Regions from separate parts of the Mus musculus genome. Here region 2 is linked to region 1. A link is a contact called in public HiChIP or PLAC-seq data. All regions are on one chromosome and are shown on one strand. The core of a region is the stretch at or near the end of the contact, and the rest is flanking DNA. Distances in the headings are between cores, read along the strand shown.

Region 1 (5,540 bases), core at 48-2,547:
TTGACCCAAGGTTGCTTACCCTGTCTGTGGTAGCAGAGTATGGCATAGAGAAAGAGGCATCAGAGGTTAACAAAAGAGCCAAAGCCAGTTGGCAAAGCCACTGGGAACCCCTCCCCACCTGGCTATATGAAACAAAAGTTGAAGCAAAAGCCCACAAATTCTTCAAGAGAAGGTGGGTGTGATGGGCATGACCTGCATAGGGTCTCCAGGCTTAGGGCAAGAAGCTTTGACAAAAGTCTCAGTCCTGTCCCAGCTGTCTAGCCCACTCCCATCTTAGGAGTGCCTTTCTCTTCCTTAATATACTTTCCCTATCTCTATAACTGTCTGTGTGTCCCTATTGTAATCTTTGTTCTATGACTCAAGAATTTGGAAATCTCAGCGGCTACCCTGTGGACTCTGACCCACAACTCTAATATTAGACTTGCGTTCTTACCCCTCCTGGAAGTGGGTGTGATTTAGCACTGTTCAGCTAGCAGAGTGAGACCCTGAGGCACTCAGGGGTACTTGCAGGACGACTAGGACATGGCTAGCTTTATTTGGGGGCCAATTTGCCTTTCTGTCTTTTTTTCTTTGTCAGCGAGTGGGCTGTTAGGCAAGCCAGCAAGCTTCTGTTGAAAGGCCCGAGAAGGACCTGTGGACTCAGAACTGCAGTCTCATTGGATGCTGGGTACCACCAGTGAGCCTGGAAATAGAAAACTATCTACTTTTACACAGTGATCAGTCCTGTGTCCCGGCAGCTTCCCGGGGACTCTGCAGTGCAGACGTCCTTTTGCCCCCAGTTGAAGTGAGCCTTTCTCTGGGAAAGGAGCCCATGTGGCCTGCCTCCTAGAGAGCCTGCCAAATTACACACAGTCATGACTGGTCATTTTCCTTCTCTCCCCCCTCCCCTGTCTTTGAGAGTGGGGGTGGTGGTAAGCCAGGGAGATGAGAGGTACATCTGCAAGTTATTTGCTGAGAAAGTGAAGGGAACACCAGCTGCAGAGCTGGGGAGCCCAGGCAGGGGGGCGCTTGCCGAATACCAACTTGGTCATGGAGGTCCCTGCCTTTTTGGGAACTGAGCAGCTGAAGTTGTGCTGATATTAGTTAGGCCTTTGGGTGGTTCTCTCCCTCCCCTCTCCCATCTCTCCCTTTGTTCCTCCCCTTTCTCTCCCTCTCTCAATATAGTACAGGATCCAGAGGGAATACAGGCTGCTTGATGCTTGAGAAACCAGGAAGACTTGGAGGGGAGGAGCCACTCCTTGCAGCAGCGGGCTCTGAACACCCCCCAGGGCTCCGGGACTTGCAGCTTGGAAGCAGAGCTGCTCTGGTTGCACAACCTCCCGTGTGAAAGGGGCTGGCTCCTGCCCACACCAGCAGACTCATTCCAACTGGGCCATTTCCTTCTCCCCTCCTCCCCCTCCCCACTTCCTGCAGGTGGCTTCTCTAATCCAGTTAGCACTTGGGGAAGCCTCCTGTGCCTGTGCACCTAATCCGAAAATGGCTGGCTTGACTTTGACCTGCAGCGTGACCTTGCAAAGAAGGCTGGACCTATTGTGTCTGCTCACACCTGGGAGCCATTTTCAGCTGTCCTAGTGCAAGTGAGAGAAATGTGTTCGTGTTTATACCAGGCAGGCCTTTCTTTCATAAGGCCTGTCATTGTTGGGCAGTATATATGGAATGTAGAATCAACCCACTTGTGCAGAGGTTGACAGTTTGTCAAGATAGGCTACATCGCTTGGTATATTGACAGGCATATGAAATAAACTTTTTTTTCTTTTAAATTAAAAAATGGCCAGATGTTATTCTTCCACCTTTTCACATATAAGACATTGATAGCAGGTTTGGTGTGTCGTCCTGTGTACGTTCTGAGATCCAATTCTGTAGCCCAGTGAGATTGCGAAAAGCACAGGAAGGCAGGTATCTTCCCCGAGGTTCCTTTTCTCTGCTTCTCAAGCTGGCTGCTCACTTTGTTCTGGAATCTGTGGTCTGGGAGCTTAGGAGGGTTAATACAACTTGATATGCCAAATCCTGAGCTGACATATCAAGTTGTATTAGGTGTGAGACCCCTCGGGGTGTGGGGCAAGATGCGGTCTGTCCAGGTAGTGTTTGCTTTGCAAGCATTCTGTCAGCCTCAGGTGAGCTCATTTGGTATCATTCTCATTAAAGATTGCAAATCCTTGGAAAGGCTTCCTGCCTCTGCACTTCAGGCTAGTCCTCCCCATCCTCTCACTCACATAGCTGCTGCTGCTTCTGGTGGTGGTGGTGGGGCGTTTATGGCTGTCTACTCCTAAGAGCACATCCAGGGACGTGATCCTGCTGCCAAGCCTCTGCAGAGCCCCAGCCCCCTTTGTGGTAATGCCAGCAGAGTTGCCCACAATGGGGACCTGCCCTTGAAGACATGACTCTAGGGCAGATTCCGGAGTACTCTCCTCACTTCCTGGATGTATTTCAAACCCAAACAGCTGAGGCAAAGGTGCCAATTTGTGGTTTCTCTTCCCAGCTTCTTAACTGGGTGCTGAGTGTGGGGAGGCTGCAGCACTGGCACCCTGGGCCCTGTCTCCAGTGCCAGCAGCCTCTGCACAGCTGCTTGGGACAGAGCCTTGGGGGATAAAAAGGTACTTTCCCTGGGAGAGCTGCCGGGGAGTCACTTCTGGACCACGTGGCTCTGGGGTGAAGGTGAATAGGATCTCCTTGCTTCCTACCATCTCCTGTAGCTTCAGGTTGCGGTGAGGTGGCTCTTGCTTTGTTGCTGTGCTCTGAGACTATTGCTTTCCTTTACCTGAAATCAGGAGGCCTGGAATTACATAGTCTGTCTGCCTGGAATTGATCTTACTTGCAGGAATTCCTTCTGAATGATCTCTTGTAAACCTGTTGGAGTTCAGAGACTGTGTGTGTGTGTGTGTGTGTGTGTGCGCGCGCGCGTGTGCGCATGCTCATTCTTGACTTTCTGTTATATTAGTTCCTTCATTGGAAGCTGTGGAGTATAGCTCTCTTACTCCACCAGGCCTTCTGGTAGCTGTGACTGTCCTGGCATTTTGTTCTTGTTACACGTTTTACTTTGGTACCTTAAAGTAAATTGTTGATTGACAAGTGGCTGTGAGAAATAGAAATTCTCTGAATAGCTTTAGCTCCATTTCCTCTGTGGTGCAATCTTGTAAAATTTCACAACCAGGACATTCATATCATATAGTCAAGTCCTAGAACGTATCCATCCCCACTAAAGGCCCTCCTCCTGCATGGCCACACCCACTGCCTTCCTTGTAACGTGTTCTGAAGAGGAAACGGACTGGACAGCACAGTCTGTTGGGATTGGTCCTTCTGTTGAGTGTGATTCCCTGGAGGTTGGTGGGGTTTGTGTGTTGATACTTTGTTCCTTTCTGCTACCAGGTTGGGTCTAATCTTTCACCACTGAAGGACACCTGTGGTCCTTCCAGGCTTTGATTGTTCTGAGAAAGACTGCTGTGACCAATCATCTTCAGCCTTATTGGCTACCTGTGGGCTGTTTTTATATTTTGCTGGTTTTGATACAGCCCAGGCTGGCTCTTGCACCCAAGACCCAAGTGCCCAACTATCTGTGAATCTTTTTGCTGAAATGTCAGACTTCTTGCTTATTTTCAAACTAGTATTTTACTTTACTTTTGGTATTTCAGTTCTGCAGGTCTTTACATATTCTAGATACTGGGCCTGTGTTGGATGTGTGGTTTGAATATGTTTTCCTCTAGTCTGAGGTCAAGTCCACCACCTTCTGGATTATGCTTTTAGGGTCAGGTCTAAGAATTTGCCTAGTGCTAAGCTAAAAGATTTTTTTTCTCTCTCTCTCTTTTTTTCCCCTCCATATGTTTTGCAGGCTTACCTTTGGCATTTAAGTGCACAATGGCTTGCTTTAAAAGCATGCAGTTCCAAGAAAAAAAGAGCACACGCGTGCTCTGGTGGGGCCTGCAGAGCAGACTGGACTGGGGTCTGGTATTCAGGGGTGCAGAACAGTGGCATTGACCGTGGTGTTGCTCTGGTCCTGTGGCAGTTGTGTCACCTATGGGGTGGATAAGGAGGGCATCATGAAAGGGCCTGCTCATGAGCCCATCCTTGAATCTCCAAGTGTACTTAATTCATATGCTGAAAGGCTTGGGAAATCGTGTGGTAAGAGAGAATCTAAATCTTATAATCAGTAGATCAAAAGTCTTCCAGATGAGGCAGGAAACAGGCCTGGTTTTATTTTTAAAGGCACAACATGGTATAACTCCCCAGAGGGAGAGGACTTTGTCTCAGAGGCTGCAGCCAAATGCTGAAACAGCTTCCTCCTCTGCCTGGAACTGCAGGGCTGTTTCAAAGCTGGCTTATGGATCTAGGGGAATGTTTCAGTGGCAGGCAGCCCGTTGGTGCCCCTGAAGAAATTTCTAAGACATCCCGGCTCCACCAGTTTCCTTTTTGTTATCTTCTTGTGCTTCTTCTGCACACAGGACATCATAGCTGGGAGTCTGAGAACACCTGGGCTTGCACCCTAGTTAGCTGGATAACTCCCAGCCAGGATGTAGCCTCTTCAGTGTGGACCTGGATGAGCCTTGACTGGTATGGTTGGGAGCAGAGGGTGGAAGGCTTCTCCTTGGACAATAGGTCTAATGCCCTAGAGCAACAATGTGTTTATAGCTTGTGCACTAAGGGCGTGGGACGTTCTTTGCAGGTGTGTGGGTCACTAGGGGTATATATACAATGTTTCCTAGTTTCATTTGCTTCCTTGGCATCTGTAAAGACAGGTCCTACTGCTGTTCTGATCACGTGGTTGCCCCTCACTGGGGATGCTTCTCTCTGAGGGGAGGTTCTGGGTTCTGTCCAGTGATGATCTCTTCCCCAGGGATCTGACTACTGCCCTCCTCCATCTTGAGGCTTTTCCACATCTCTGAGACTGTGGGTGGGATTTACATTCTGGTACAAAGTTATTTCCATCTGCAAAGTGGGAAGGCCAGCCTATCTGTGGACAAGCTCCAGTGGGTTTAATCCAGGTTCCAACTACAGTGGCTTTTTAAAGGGTCTACCACCTGGAGTAGGCTCACATGCTGTGAGACTATGTTAGGGTACAGGGTTCTATAGGAGACTCCAGACTGCAGTACCCGGAATTCTCATCTGTGCACAGTGCACACATAGCTAATTAATGAAGGCTATGCCCCATACATACTCTTTACCTAGGTATTTCCAGTTAAAGATTAGGACTCAGGAGGGCCAGAGTGATGGCTCAGTGGTTAAGAGTCCTGGTTGTTCTTCCAGAGGACTAATATTCAATTCCCAGCACCTACATGACTCCAGGCCCAGGAGCTCTGGTGTCCTCTTCTGTCCTTTGTAGGCACTGCACACTTGTGCACAGATATATATTCAGAAAAACAAAAACAAAACCACTTCTACAACATAAAAATAAATAAAATCTAAGAAAATAATTTTAAAAAAGATTAGGTCCTACAGCTCAGCATCTAATGCACATTTAACTGGTTTTTATTTTTATTTTTTAAATAAGCTTATTTACCAAATTGGAAAGCACAGTGGCAATTGTGCAAAATAGTAAGAGTGAAAAT
Region 2 (5,538 bases), core at 788-3,287, 340 kb before region 1:
ACAAACATTGCTGGTGGTGGTCCCTGAAACCAATGCATCTGAGTATGCACACACTGCTAGACTGTCTCTTCGTTCTAGAAAGAAGAGAACACTAGAGGGCAGTGTTGTCATTGAGAATGACTGCAGAGTTGCAGACAGCACACTTATGGACTCTTCTAAACGATCTTTTAAACAGTAAGAAAAATCATCCTTGAACAACTTCTGTATCGCTTAGGCAACCCCACGATCAACACAGCTCATTACTGTCTTGTGTCTAATACAGAGCATGTGAAAGTGTGCAGTAGGCTGTGTTATCTGTGATTTTGTGTCTTTACAATCAAACTGCTGCCATGCTAGAAATATGTAGCCTATTTTGTCTTGTCATTTGTTGTTAGTCTTCTTGGCACTATGGCAAACATTTGACATAAGCAACTTAAAGCAGAGATGATTTTTTTTGTCAAGGGTTTAGAGATTATATCCCATAGTCTCTTTCTCTGCCATTTGCAGGCCTGTGCTGAAACAAGGATACCATAGCATTGGGAGCATGTATTGCAGGCTGCTCACCTTAGGGTGGCAGGAAACAGAGGACTAGGAAGAGACCAGGACCTGTTCTAGCCTCAAAAGAATGCTTCCAATGACCTACTTCCTGCAACCCTGTCACACCTCCTAAAGTTTCCAGAACCTCCCAAAATAGTTCTAGCATCTGGGGAACAAGTGTTTGAAATATGAGTCTATGGGGGCACTTCATAGTCAAGCTGTAACATCATTTTTTTCCTAAATGGGACAATATGGCAACTATTTATATATCATTGGCATGGCAATAAGTATTCTGTATGATCTACAGATGATTGAAAGTGTGGGGGAGAATGTTGGTAGGCTGCATGCAAATACGTTTTGATACTGTGCCTCTGTAGCCGTTGGAATCTATGGGGAGTCCTGAACTGAAGGACAACCATTTGTGTTTGCATTTTCATAAACTGGATGTTTTCAGGCTTGGGTATGATACATTCTTTCAAACTCTTAAGCCTAAGTTAAAACATAGAAAGTTGAAATGCAAAATTGAATAAGTTAACACTCTGTAAATATACACCATCAAATATACACCATCAAATATACACCATCAGACTCAGAATAGTTCACACAACACCTTGGCTGTCTAACTGCCATCAACCTTCTTCTTTCTTTTTCTTATTTTATCTTTCCAATTTCTCCTCCATCTCCACCAGCACTACTCTGTCCCAATTTCATGTGCTTTTTTTTTTTTTTTAAACTCATGGAGTCTCCTAGTGCTGCCACTATGTGCATGGGTATAAGGCCATCTACTGGACATGGGCATTCTCTCAGGGCCCACGTTCCCTAAGCCCTCAGTTTGTGACTTCATCCCCACCCATGCTTAGGATTTTGTCTGGCTTTATCTTGCACATATAGTCATAGCCACTGTTCCTGTGTGCAGCTGCCCTGTCATGTCCAAAACGACACAGTTTCTCTGTATTTATCAACTACCTCTGCTTTGTACTATCTCTCTGCTCCCTCTTCTGTAGTGAGCCCTAAAGCCCTGGGAGGAAGAGGTATTATATAGATGTGCTATTTAACACACGTGGGTCATTATTTTCTGAGCATTGACTAGTCGAGGGTCTCTGCAAAACATAAGCTTCTCTGATGAGGCTTGGGAGATGCACTAGTCCATGACATGAAGAGAAGACTAGTTTGCTGCTATATCCATTTAGCAGCATAATAATATTAGGTTCTCTTCTAGAGCCTATGACTTAGCAAGCTGATAGGTTCTTGGCCCCATTGATGCTGCTGAGCATGAGTCACATCTTGTGGAGTAGGCCTTTACTATAATCAGAAAACGATTGATTGCTCCCACGACATCCATGCCAGTATTGCCCCAGTGAGCCTGCCCTGCCAGGCCAGTTGTTATTAGAGCTCACAGGGCTCACAGATGGTTTGTTTTCTCCCTCAGTAGTTTACACGGCACCTTCCAGCACTGTGACATGCAGTCAGTAGAGAGGAAGCTTCCAGGTCAGTACCACTTTGATTTCCCAACATTCTATGACTAAAGTGTATGGCATCTGCAACAGAGTCTTACCATCTGGAGACAATTAAGAGCAAGGCAATAGCCTGTAACATCTAGAGGCAGTCTATGGGACCCTGCTAACCACAATTTGAAAAGAGGTACCCCATATTTTACATTGCTTAGCTTTTTATTTGATAGCCTATGTCATCTAGGAGAGGAATTGTTTTCCAATTAGAGGTCAACTCCATTTCAAACTCTTTATATATGCATATATGTATGTTTTATTTTGTATTTAAGGTATGATCTCACCATGTGTTCCAGGCTGGCCTTAAATTCACTATGTAGCTCAGGTGAACCTTGAAATTGGAAGCCTTCTGCCTCAACCTCCCCAGTACTTGAATTACAAGCCTATAAGCGTACAAGACCACACCTGGATATTAGCATGTCACAATGATGTACTAACCTGACCATTTCTGGTTGTGGCTATGGTGCTTCATACGTGTGGATTTCCCATCATCCAGAGATCCAGCCTTCTGTAGTTGGAGCTGGTTACTAGATTTTTTGTGATTCAAATGGTACATCACAGTTCCTGTGATGCAGTTTTCTTTCCTTTACCCAGACTACAGTTACCGCTTAGTGTCTCAGACACTAGTGTGCTTTCTCTTCTGAAGTTACATCTATTTTCTCTGTCTGCAAGAGAAGGATGTTCATTGCTAGCTCTGTTCTCTAAAGGAGAAACAGAGTGTGAAAATTCATCCAAGCTCACTTCTCATTCATGTCTGAAACTATTTCCAACTAATCTCATGGTATACAATATCACTTTATTATCTAGTCACAGAGAACAGAAACTAGAACACTTTCAAGGAAAATACATGCTAAATTACTGGAAGAAACAGCAAGCATGGTTATTTTTATTCTTCTAATTGACATTTTAAAATTATAAGGCAAATTTTTGCACTGAAAAGGCCCATGTAAGTTGAGTGAGAAGATAAGCTACAGGAACTGAGAAAATTGGTAAAAGATATGAGTGGCTATGTCACTAGAGAGGGCATCCAGACAGTATGTATTCAGCAGTATCAGCCACTAGGGAATATATATTAAAATCCAAAGGAGATACAATTGTTGCCTGTTACTTAGATTAGAAATGGGAACACCACCAAGTGCTGGAGTCATGAGGAGAGAATGGATCATCCAAACATTGTGGGCACCATTATGAAAATGGGGCACTTACTCTGGGAAACAATTTGACTATTTTCTGCATAACTAAACCTCTAGCTATCATTTGGGCTAGCAGTTATACTCTCGGGTATTAGTTTTAGAGAAATAAAAGGATATATTCAAAGTAAAACTATATATGAATGTTTTTAGCTATTTTTTTTATCAACGCTTCCAACTTGCAACTAGCCTAGAGGGTCTTCAGCAAGTAGACAGCAAAACAAACCAACACACACACACACAGGTGAATATTACTCAGTTAAAAGAAAAAGGACCCCGGCATAGTCTCACAAGAGACAGCTCTGGAAAGAGAGGCCCACTGGACATGCAAACTTTATATGCCCCAGTACAGGGGAACGCCAGGGCCAAAAAGTGGGAGTGAGTGGGTAGGGGAGTGGGGGGAGAGTATGGGGGACTTTTGGGATAGCATTGGAAATGTAAATTAGGAAAATACCTAATAAAAATTTTTTAAAAAAAGAAAAAGGACAAATCATGGATACATACAACCCTCATAGTATTAGATATTGGTGGTTTCATTTACATAGCACTTCTGAAATGAGAAAAATTCAAACAAAATTATTAGTCATCGTTTGAGTGGTTGGAAACCATGGTAAGAAGGAGCTGGAAATGGTTTTAATAGGGCGTCGTAAGTGAGTGAAGACGCTGTGCTCTGTCTTCATCCAGGGAGTGAATACCTTAGCCTGAAAGAGTGGTAAGGAGCCCAGGTAAACTGGAAACAGCCATGATGCATTGCAGCTATGTCAATTTGCTGGCTTTGGTATTGTCCTATAGGCTCATAAGTGTTAGTGCTGGGGAGACTTGATAATACATATTCCTAAATATATAAATGCAATCTGCTCAGTCTGTATGCTGTTCCTTACAAGTATGCGGTTTTAGGGCTGACCACTTGGTTTTAGATAACCAATCAGTGTGACCTCCTCTGGGAAGACTATTTCTCCTGCCCTCAGCATCCCTTAGCTGCGTGTAGTTCTGTCTAGGGTTAAGGCCCAGTGAGATTTTCCCCTTCCATGTTAATGTGTCTGTTGGCATCGTCTTTGTTCAGGTCTTGTTTAGGTAGCCATGCTGCTGAGACTTCCCATATGTGTATCGTCCCAGGCATTCCTAAGAGACACAGTCTCACAGCCTACTTCCTGGTTCTCTTGCTCCTCGTACACTTGTTCTGTGCTCTTGCCGTGTCCCCCAGCCTCAGGTGAATGAGTTGTGCTGAAGATAGATCACTTGGGGCTAGACCTCACAGGATCACTTGTTCTCCGCATTTTCATTGGTTGTGAAAATATTGTTCAGAGATTTAAACATGGACGTTATTGGGGGTGGGGAGGTGATTCTTGACGGTACTACAGACCCAGGTGTGGTGTGAGTTTCTTTGCAGGAGCCAGCATACAATGGCTGTGGCTTCCAAAGTAACTTCCAGAGTTACTCTGTTTAAAGGCTGCTGTGGACTGCCCTGCCCCCTTTCTTTTCCTGTAAATGAGATCAAAGAACAGTTTTACGGGTCACAAGGGTGCAAGGAATCCTTACAACACTAAGTCACAAGGGAAGTAAGACGTGTTTTGCTGTAAATAATATGTGTAATCTTGTTTGTAAAATACTCAGAAAAATCACAGGTTTACAGCCAGAAGAGGAATGCAGTTAAGATTCGGCCTTAAACAGGCTTATTGCTGTCTTCACATTTCTGTTTGAAATATCTACATATAAACGGATTACCTTCTCTTGTAAATAGTCTTCACTGCGAATGTGAAGCATGCAGGAAGCCTTGCCTCTCTAGGCTGGAGACTAGAACTTGACTCCCTTCCCTCCCATCCCCCCTTACTTTTTCTGTCTTTCTGTCCTGCCTCCATTCCCACTTGGAGACTTTGACCCCTGGATCACAAGGACTGATAATAGACAAAGCCTGAGTTCTGAGGCATCTTCACATTTGAACAGGAACATAGACACAACCTTTCCAGAGACTGGAGGGAAGCATGAGAAAGTCCAAGCTTGCAGGTGGAGTCTTGACTTTAGAAGTTAAGCTATCAGGACTGGAGAGGGAGCTCAGTGGTTAAGGACGCTAACTACTCTTCCAAAGGACCTGGGTGCAAACCCCAGCAACCACATGGTAGCTCACAACTGTCTGTAACTGCAAGATCTTACCTTTTCACACGGACATAGATGCAGGCAAAACACCAATACTCATAAAATAAAAATAGATAAAAAATTTTAAAAAGTTAACTTATCTTCTCACCATGCTTAAAGAGAGCTTTTAGGTCTTTTGCCAGCTCACAGGTGTAAGAGAATTTGACTTCAGGATACTTGTCTTCCTTTCT

What was found. HiChIP or PLAC-seq counts read pairs in DNA pulled down with a chosen protein or histone mark.
Region 2: an H3K27ac HiChIP or PLAC-seq map of the NIH/3T3 cell line shows a contact between it and region 1, with 5 times the contacts expected there. The contact joins two enhancer-like sites. A contact is called at or near these places in 1 of 39 promoter capture datasets (liver), 1 of 15 datasets of contacts at CTCF or cohesin (the NIH/3T3 cell line), 6 of 484 Hi-C or Micro-C datasets (differentiating embryonic stem cells, embryonic fibroblasts, embryonic stem cells and 2 more) and 14 of 115 datasets of contacts at active chromatin or transcription factors (the NIH/3T3 cell line, the SCID.adh cell line, T-cell acute lymphoblastic leukemia and 8 more).

The regions. Positions count from the first base shown.
Region 1 is chr6:94,643,563-94,649,102 of GRCm38.p6, reverse strand. All of the region lies in intron 3 of Lrig1 (leucine-rich repeats and immunoglobulin-like domains 1), which reads left to right. Among named protein-coding and RNA genes, the nearest start is that of Mir7041, 40 kb to the right of the region's middle. RefSeq lists an enhancer at 109-1,684. Within about 2 kb of position 1,297, at least 207 of the 459 cell types and tissues checked have an H3K27ac peak or open chromatin away from gene starts, as enhancers often do. A contact at or near this core is called in the NIH/3T3 cell line, where this site is marked.
Region 2 is chr6:94,981,105-94,986,642 of GRCm38.p6, reverse strand. No RefSeq gene overlaps it. Among named protein-coding and RNA genes, the nearest start is that of 4930511E03Rik, 40 kb to the right of the region's middle. Within about 2 kb of position 2,037, at least 10 of the 459 cell types and tissues checked have an H3K27ac peak or open chromatin away from gene starts, as enhancers often do. A contact at or near this core is called in the NIH/3T3 cell line, where this site is marked.